Regions from separate parts of the Mus musculus genome. Here region 2 is linked to region 1. The links are chromatin contacts, called in public promoter capture Hi-C maps. All regions are on one chromosome and are shown on one strand. Each heading gives the region's core, a stretch centred on a gene start, on an enhancer-like site or on the middle of the called end of the contact. The rest is flanking DNA. Distances are from core to core; before and after follow the strand shown. Region 1 has its middle 86 kb from the start of Gm39905. Region 2 holds the start of Mettl15 (methyltransferase like 15).

Evidence for each region. Promoter capture Hi-C pulls out the DNA fragments that hold promoters and counts their contacts.
Region 2: a promoter capture Hi-C map of second pharyngeal arch cranial neural crest shows a contact between it and region 1, with 2.6 times the contacts expected there. The contact joins the promoter of Mettl15 here to the enhancer-like site in region 1. A contact is called at or near these places in 5 of 39 promoter capture datasets (the 3T3-L1 cell line, hippocampal neurons, maxillary cranial neural crest and 1 more), 1 of 484 Hi-C or Micro-C datasets (cortical neurons) and 1 of 115 datasets of contacts at active chromatin or transcription factors (embryonic stem cells).

What each region holds. Positions count from the first base shown.
Region 1 is chr2:108,793,021-108,797,749 of GRCm38.p6, forward strand. No RefSeq gene overlaps it. Among named protein-coding and RNA genes, the nearest start is that of Gm39905, 86 kb to the right of the region's middle. Within about 2 kb of position 2,296, at least 8 of the 459 cell types and tissues checked have an H3K27ac peak or open chromatin away from gene starts, as enhancers often do. A contact at or near this core is called in second pharyngeal arch cranial neural crest, where this site is marked.
Region 2 is chr2:109,275,681-109,280,409 of GRCm38.p6, forward strand. It overlaps Mettl15 (methyltransferase like 15), which reads right to left and starts at 2,610. Exons shown (of 6, transcript NM_029790.3): 1 at 2,513-2,610.

The DNA.
Region 1 (4,729 bases), core at 1,046-3,545:
TGTAATATATACTTAACAAAGGTTGTGTTCTCACTAATAGATCTGTAGAGCACTAAAAGCTATGTGGCTCCATTATCAGTTGTTGTAGAACAAAGGACTCTCGGGGAGAAATGCTTTTTTCAATAGATAATCAAAGTATACAGGCCAAGCATTTCAGGAAAGGAACTGTAAAGTCTTTACTTTTATTGCATCTGCTAACGTCCCATTGGTGAAAAAAAGATACAACTGAGCAAGATAGATACTCTGGCCACTTTAGTGGAAGATGTATGGCAAAGGAAAGAAGAACTGCCCCACAGTTTATCAAGTTTGTAACCAAATGTCCACTCCCTGAATCTAGGCCTGTGATAATTTCTAGGGTACTCAGGAGTAAAGACCCTGACCTGAAGTTTCTTGTAGAACCTTTCATAAAATGATTTCACTTGATAGAATCTTTAACTATGTCATTTAACAATTACATTTCTTGGGATAAATATATCTCAGAAATGTAATCATGGTGAAAAAAATCTAAAATAAATCGAAATGAACATTCTCAAGTACTTACACTGTTCATTTTATTTTCATTGGTCGTTGAAGTAGACTTCACCCACATAATGTTCTCATGAAGGACAGCCTAGCAAAACAATGTTCCAAGAAGTCAAAACAAAGGAGAAAATTTCTTTTCTGATGTCACTAAGAAAGTGAGTCAAAGCACTTGGCGCCAGAAAACAAACAAACAAAACTACATTCGGGGGCTTGAAGAATAGTTTATGGGTGTTTCATACCATCTGAAATACAGACCCATAGACACATGCTTTGAGTAACATACAAAACTAATTTTAGTTTTGTTGGAATATTCCATTCTATCCTGGGAGGAAATATATTAGTATAAGGTGATGACAGCAAAGAGCCTTAGTGGGGAAAATTCTCTGTCAATATGAAGGGAGTCTGGGCCCCTGATATTTTCTAGGGTCCTCGGAAGCAAAGATCCTAACATGGACTTTCTTGTAGAAGCTTCCAAGAAGGATTTCACATGGTGACATCTTCAATTATATTATTTACATATTGTATTAATGGGAATATATTAATATATTATATCATACATTAATATATTGTCCTTTATGAAATGCAAAATGTGTCAGTGAGGACTTGACATTCAAGCAAGTTGCCACGCCCTTTCGTTGATAAGCATGCTTTCTTCAGTCAGATGTGTACATGTATACAGGTTTCCTTGTTTGTTTTGTTTTGTTTTAGATTTCAAGCAATACTTTAAGATAAATTAGGAAAATGGGCCATGAAACTGAAGTATCTGAGAAACCCACAAGCTATTGAAATTTAGCAGCTTCTGGTGACCCATAACAAGTAAAATATTTAAAGGACTGGAAAGGACCACTTTCATGTTTCCAGGACACAGCCTAAACATTATGCTGCAAAACAAATTATGGAAAGTTAACTTGTGAGTTTCTCAAAAGCTTAAAATGGGTAGACAAGGGGAATAGGGTTCAAAAGAATAGTTTGGTCTGGAACTCATATTCACAGAAATCAAAATCTGACATCTCTAAAGGATGGCATAAACATGATATAATATGCACGCTGTATTATATATGTATTAAATATATTTAATATAAGCTGAAAGTGGTGCTATGTATCTGTAACCCCAGTGTGTCTAGAGAGTGTTGCAAGGAAAGATACCTGGAGCTTATTGTTAGATACACTAGTCATGCTACTGTGATCCAAGTTCTCTTAGAGTCTCTGTCTCAAAAACAAAAGGGAAAATAATAAAGAAAGACACCAAAACATGGCATTCATCTCTGGCCTCCACATGCTTGTGCGTGCATGGATATGTGCATAAACGTATATACTACATCCACACATACGCAAATTTACACATAGAGAAAAAGAAAATTTACATAAAGATTATGAGCCTAAAATAACCTATGCTTGTCATTTTCAGTTTTAAAATTTTTATATGCCTCTAAAGGAGATATTGTGCAGATAACTCTTAATCTGTAAGAAATAGTTCCTTGCCACAAGATTTACAATTCAGAGGCCATCTCTTTAGGATGTGGTCATTTTTTCATTCTGGGTATAGAATTAGACGTGATGACTAAGGCTACATTTAAAATTGGGATTCTTTATTTCCGAGTGCTCTAGAATCTCTATTCCTCATCAGGGAAGTTAGACGAGGTTGGCATATCTTATTGTGGAGTCTGAAGTAATAGCAATTTGTAGAATGTTCTGTGCTTTCTCTGCTCCAACCCCACAACTCCCTGAGAGCTAAGTAACTCATATTTCTCCATCTGGTTTTAATTTGAATGTCAGCTCCTTAGAGCAAGCTTGACTAATTTATCAGGTTAGGATCAGACTTCTTTTAAACACTTATCAACCTCAGATTCCACCAGAGGCTGGAATCATTTCTCATCATGTCCATCCCTAGTACACAGCACTGTACTCTATAAATAGCAGATGTTCGGTGAAAGGCTATTATGTAAATAAACAAACTATTTGTAATTTCATTAAATTACATTAATAATCCTATGAGAAATGATTATTCTTAATAATCTTAAACACCATTTAAACTCTTTAGTACATAAAAAACATGGAAAAGAGAGCTATTTGCATTTGTTCAACACTTAGTGTGCTTGTACAAAGAATTTTACCTTTCTCAGGTTCTATGTGTCTTGTTATGTAGTTGCTCTATCCTTAATGTCATAAAACTTTGTCATTAACTTTTAATGATCATCTCCAGGCTATCAGGGTGTCACAGAATGTTTTTTTAACTCCATTACTATGGAGTTTTTCTCGAACATGGTTGATTATTAAATCCTGTTTGTGCAAAGCTCCCGAGACTAGAGTTCTATGACTGGCATTTTAAGAAACACTTCAGCAGAACAGCACTTCCACAGTTCCTTACGTTAAAGCCTATTGACAAAAAAGAGTAAACAGAATGAGGTGGATACAAAGAAATCATGGTGGCTTCAACTTAAATATTCACTGGCTTGATTCATAATCCTTAAACATTTACTTAGGTTATTTTGTCAGTAAGAGAAAGAATGATATCTGCCCTACTTACCCCACAGCACTATTATTAGAAAAGACTACTATGCAATGTAGTGAGGACAGATTCTGGTTAAAGGTAATTAGCTAAGCAGAATTTATGTCCCTCTTTGCCTGGAAATACATGTAAATGGCAGTAAAATGTTATTTTCAAAGAGTTTAACTCACAAGAAGAGAGGATAAAAAAGGGGGGAAAACAATACCTTGAAGCTGTGAGGCAGACAGACAAAAACTGAGTTAACAGATCTTATAATACTTAATTCTACAAAGTAAAATAGAAATCGCTTTACTTTGCAGTCTTCAAGTTTGGAATATAATAATAAAAATAAAGTCAATGTAAAGGCAAGAAAAACTATTATAAAGTTTAACTTGGGAGTCTCCCTAGTAAACAAGAAGATAGAGAAAAAGAAGATGAAAATGAAAATGAGGAAGGAGAGAAAGGAAGGGAGGAGATGGAAGGGGAAAAGAGAGGATGAAAGAGAGACAAGCAGAAAGGAAATGAAGAACTCAAGGGGGAGATAGATGTCCCAGCATTGAAAGTTTCCTTACTGAACATGTCTTTTCTGGCCATTGAGAGTCTCTATTTTATCATATACTTTCCCATCCCATAACTAGTCTCAAATACTCCTCACTCCTAGTCATGTCCTTTGTCTCCCTTAAAAAAACAAACAACAACAACAAAATAAAACAAAAATTAAAACCAAAAATAATTTTAAAAAGAAAAAACTTAGAAGTCTTGTAAAATGTGGAGTCCAACTTCTGTTGGTCATATATTCCAAAGTATGCGGCCTGACCTGGGATGTGCTTGGCATACTCAATGTCACTCAGTGCTGGCTATATTTCTGGTAACATGCCAAACATTAGAGCAGTGACTCTCAAATTTCATAATACTGTAACTCTTTAATGAAGTTCCTCATTTTGTGGTGAACCCTCCAACCACAAAATTATCCTGATGCTACATCATAACTGTAATTTTTGTTTCTGGTATTACTCATAATGTGAAGATCTGATGTATAGATTGGGACTCTGGTGGGTGGTCACAACCCACAGGTTGACAAGTTGTGCATTAGAGTCATTTTGGAAGAGGAAACCTCAAATGAGAAAATCACCTCACTAGACTTAGCCTGATGGAAAGCAAGCCCATGGTGCATTTTCTTGATTAAAGATTGATGGGGAAAGGCCCAGTTCCAGTGGATAGTGGTACCCTTGGGCTGGTGAACCTGGTGGCTATAGATGATCAGGCTATGTCATGGGAAGCAAGTTAGAAATCTGTGTTCCCTCATAGTCTCTGCATCAGTTCCTGTCTGTAAATTCCTGCCTTGATATCCTGCCCCAACTTCCCTAAATGATGGCTGACTCAAGCCATAAGATAAAATAAAACCTCTTCTTCCCTATTTTTTTTTTGTTGTTGTTGTTGTTGTGGTGGTGGTGGTGGTGGTGGTTATGGTGTTTAATCACAGCAATAGAAACATCAACTAAGACTCACTCCATTTTAGTAAGCTGATTTCCTCTCTCGGGAGCTTTCCTTTGAAATAACTTCTTGGCTAAGGGTGGTACTATGATGTGCCCAGCTCTCCTGCAAGCTAGAATTTTGTCTGGCATGAGCTCATTCAGGTCATAGTTTCTGTGAGTTAATATGTATATCTCCCCTGTTGTGTCTGAAAAAGTGCTGTTTGCTTAAAATCATTTATCACCA
Region 2 (4,729 bases), core at 1,360-3,859, 480 kb after region 1:
TTTTGCTTGTTGATTGGTTTTCAGTCCACTAAGTTCACTCTATCTCTAAGCTACTTCCCAGGTCCTGACTTTCAAATGTATACTCCCTGTGGCCTAAGACGAAGCAAACCTGTAATAAAGCCTTTGGAGCTCTCAAATGCTCTCATTTTCTTCTACAATTTGAAATTCTTCTAAATGTACAGGGAGAAAGGGATACTTACATAAACATATTAACATAAAAAAAATGAAACCATCTATGTTTTGTCCAGTTAGCTGAAATGATTACATTTCAGACTTCACAAATTAAAGGTTTGTATCAATCCAGTCTGACTGACCACCCCCCATCCATGTTTTCAAAATACTTGAAGAAACAAATCCCATATAAATGTCTACCTTTCCTTTTGCAAAAGACAGTAGTAATTTTAGAGCTGGGAATAGTGGCAGATGCCTGTAAATCCCAGTACTCAGGAGGCAGAGGCAGGCAGATGTCTGTGAGTTCAAGGCCACCCTGATCTAGAAAGCCTGTCCCAGGGCAACCAGAGCTGTCCTGAAAAGCAACAACAAAGTTAGTCATGTGAGAAGCTAAATCAGAACTGAATACAAATATATGTGAAATATGTTATACAGACAGAACATGAATAAGATGTTTCCTTAAGGATAACACATCAAATTTGTCTTAGAAATAATCTGCTGAATGATGTGACAATGAAAAATAGTGACAATGGGGAGGTGGCAAAAAAAAAAAAACTAGAGATAAAACTCTAAAGGGAATTTCTAGATCTTAAGCATCAACAAATTTAAAAAAATGGTTAATTACTCTTTAAGTTCTCCAGATAAATTACAAAACTCAAGTACAACTACCCTTTATTTTAATTTTTCAAAATAATTGTCATTTTTTTATTCAGGTGTAAGTGCCAACAAATCTAAACAATATTCTTTGTGCCTCGCTTGATCATTATCACAATTCTTGGAGTTAAACATAATTATTCCTATATTACACATTGAAGAAACTAAATAGCTTGCCACATAGTCAGAGCCATAACTGTAACTGTAATGCAAGAGGCTTATCTTCAGAGCCTGAAATCTTTTATCTTCAGTGTTACAAACATAACCTAATGGAAGTATTTAATGTAACCATGCAATTTAAAGGTACAGTACATAAACTATGTGTATATATAGTATCTCTTGAATTATATTGTTAATGGAAACAGTCTCCTATACCTTGGAATTATACCTAAGTAGAGTTTATACCTAAGTAGAATTATACCTAAGTAAGGGCACACAGTATTTAGGCAAAATAATAGAATCTGGAATAAACAAGCTATACTCTATGCCCAGTTTTAATAACTGATTTTTATATTTGGGGCTACACAAGAATGCAAGTACCCACAGAGGCCAAAGGCATTGTGTCTCCTCCACCCCACCCCCACACCCCCACACCCCCAGCTACAGTTACAGGCAGCGGTAAGTAGGATGATGTGGGTGCTGAGAACTGAACTCAGGGTCCCAGCAGAACACAAGTAACCACTGAGCTGGCCCTTGTGCAGATTTGACTTTTGTTTTTGTTTTGTTTTTGTTTTTTTTTTTTATTTGTTTGTTTGGGTTTTTTTTTTTTTTTTGGAAGCACTGCTGCCAATAAAAACCTCAAAACAATGTGAGGGTAAAGCAATAAAAATGGACAACAAATTGTTTCTACTGGCATTTTATTCTTTACTGTACTCAAATTTCATGTATTTAACTACATTCAAGATTAAGTATATATGTATATAGATATACATATATATGTGTGTGTGTGTGTGTGTGTGTGTGTATATATATATATATATATAGCTTGTAACCCAGGTAAACATGGAGAAGGGGTTACAAATAGTTGATTATTTATATATAGTTTTTAGATTATTTGTAGTAACCCTCCTTGTTGGGATCGTGCCGTAAAAAAATCTTTTGAGTTCAAACTGTAAAGGAAATTCCTTCTTTGTAGCCCAGTCTACTACCAAAAAAAGCAGATCTCTCCGCAATCTTGTGAGCTTGTTTAATTTACTGCCAGTCAGTAAACCTGGCCTCTAAAGCAGATGCACTGTTACTGGGTCATTTAGCTTTTCTACATGGGCAAGGTTCCCTGAAGTCCTGGAAACCACAAAATTGGCCATGTTCAATTGTGGGAACACAAACAGGAGCCATATAAATAGAACTTCCTTCAGGATGCTAACAATTACTATTAGTCCCGAGAGGAAAAGTTACAAATCTAATTTTAAAGCTAGAAACGCGACCTAGGGGGCTGGAGGCGGGGGCTAAGGCGGGGAGGGGGGGGTGGAAAAGGGAGGATGCGCCCCTTAGTCAAAGGATCTCAGCCTTCCCTGGCCAATCTTAAAAGTGAAGGGTGGGAAAGCTGGGGTTCTCCAAAGCCAGGCCGGCAGTACACCGGAGGGGACGGGGGAGGGGCTTATTTCCTCACAGGCGGGGGATTCACTCCCCACAACCTCAACACCAAAAGTGCCCTGTCTCCAACCCTGAACTAGGGACTTCTCCTCACCTGAGGCAACAAAAACAACAAAAAAAGTTGGGCCGGCCGCGATGCTAAAACGCAGAAGAACCTGTTTGCGTACACCTAAGTCCCGAGTGGGGGAAACTTGTAAGAACGGACAGACGGCCCTCGTCCTTCCGTCGGAGCAACTGAAGTGTGTCTGCCTTTAGTTCCGCTGCTCCCAGCACCTACTTTGAAAGGGTGTTGTGGGTCAGGGGTTTCCAAAAGATCATCCTGGAAAAACAAGATCTCACTTTTAAGGGTTTTGGGGGGTTTTATTTTGTTTGTTTGTTTGTTTGTTTGTTTGTTTGCTTGCTTTAAGAATTGTTTTGATGTCTGGCGAAAGTTTAAATGTAACTTTCAATTTTCTGTCTACTATAAAATAATGGCTCCATGCATCATCCAATTTCTAACCAAAGGTGGAAATTTCAACCTTCTTAACCCTGTACTTTTGGGAAGTTCCGGTCCCCTACCCCGACTCTTTAATTTTGTTAAAAAGCATGAGGTTCTCTCGTCCTGTTATTACTTCTGCCAAATTCATGAGTTGACAACTGCACAATAATAGTATTGGTTGTATTGTTAAAACCTCTCTGTTTTAACCAAATGTATGATTCCTGGAGAGTATGGATCTCATTAGTGGAACCCTGCTATCAAGCAAGTGCAATGCAGAAGTGAAATTAAATGGGTAGTATTGGGATTACATGTGGCGACACTTGTAACACTAAGAAGCCTATATAGTGTGAATGTCAAAACAAGACAAAGATGGAATGTACATGCCTACTTAGTCATTTACCAATATAATTTTTCAAGATAACAAGATAAACATATTTTCAAACTAAATTAAAATATATTATAGTCACTTGACCTAGAAAGTATTTTAAAAACAAATGGCTAATTTTGACTTGGTTTCTTTTACAAGAGAAATACTTCCCTATAAAAGTTTTTCTAACACTTCAGTTTTCTCCTAATAAAATCAAAACAATATGTTTATATCTTATAGTCTGTTTTGAGAATAAAGTAAGGTAATGTTTAAGGGGTTAAAAATATGCCTGAGACACCAAAGGTCAAGCACTATATATGGAAAGAATATTTAAAACAAAATGAACTCTCCTCATTTTTTTTTTTCGAGACAGGGTTTCTCTGTGTAGCCTTGGCTATCCTGGAACTCACCCTGTAGAGCAGGCAGGCCTTGAACTCAGAAATCTGCCTGCCTCTGCCTCCCAAGTGCTGGGATTAAAGGCGTGTGCCACCACTGCCTTGCAAACTCTCCTCATTTTTATTACCAAACCAATGTCACAAAAATGATGATGGCATTAGTTGGTACATATACTATAATAAGAAATAAGTAGTCACTTTATTGACGCACTCTCCAGGGCTCAGAAAAAATTCATAAAACAAAGAATAATGTATAATTTGCAACTCTCCTGATTTTCTTCAGTAGATTTAAGACATAATCATAATCTATGGGATTTCAACGTAAAAATGTGACTAATAGTACTCTGCACTGCTGGGTGTGGTGGCCTATGCCTTTAATCTCAGCACACAGGAAGCAGAAGCAAGAAGATCTCTATATGTTCCAGCCCATTTGTGTCTACATGGCAAGTTCCAGGCCAGCCATGACTACTGGGCAAGACCTTGTTTAAAAATATAAAATAGATTAGATAGATAGATAGATAGATAGACAATAGACAGACACATGCATAAATCCTCTGCCCTGTAACATCCTATTTTTACAGAAATCTAAACTCCAGGAGGGAAGGGATGCTGACTTCAGTGTGTACTAATATGCTCCTAAAATCTGCAAGTAAGAGTTGCTTACTAAATAGAGTCATATAAACAATAACAATGTAATTCAGATCGTACTACTAAATTTTTCTAAAGGGTTGAGAATGTCAACTGATAAAAGGCTTGCCTAGCCAACAATACAAATATAAAATACCCTGCCAATTTTTTAATATTCCCTATGTTTTTAATGCATTTTTCTTTCTAATGTATACATTCAGAAATAATGCAATCTGAAACAAGAAGCCCATGATCCAATAATGTGACTAGGCCAATATATTTAAGTGATTTTTAGTTTGTAAGGTCATACTTGGAGCATGTTAAATGCTGGCAAATAGCAAATATTTTCGCAAATACCAAATATTTTTAATCAGTAATAACGGGAGCAGGCCAGGAAACCCTGACAAAAGAAGACTTGGGACTTGTAATTAATTCACATGGAGG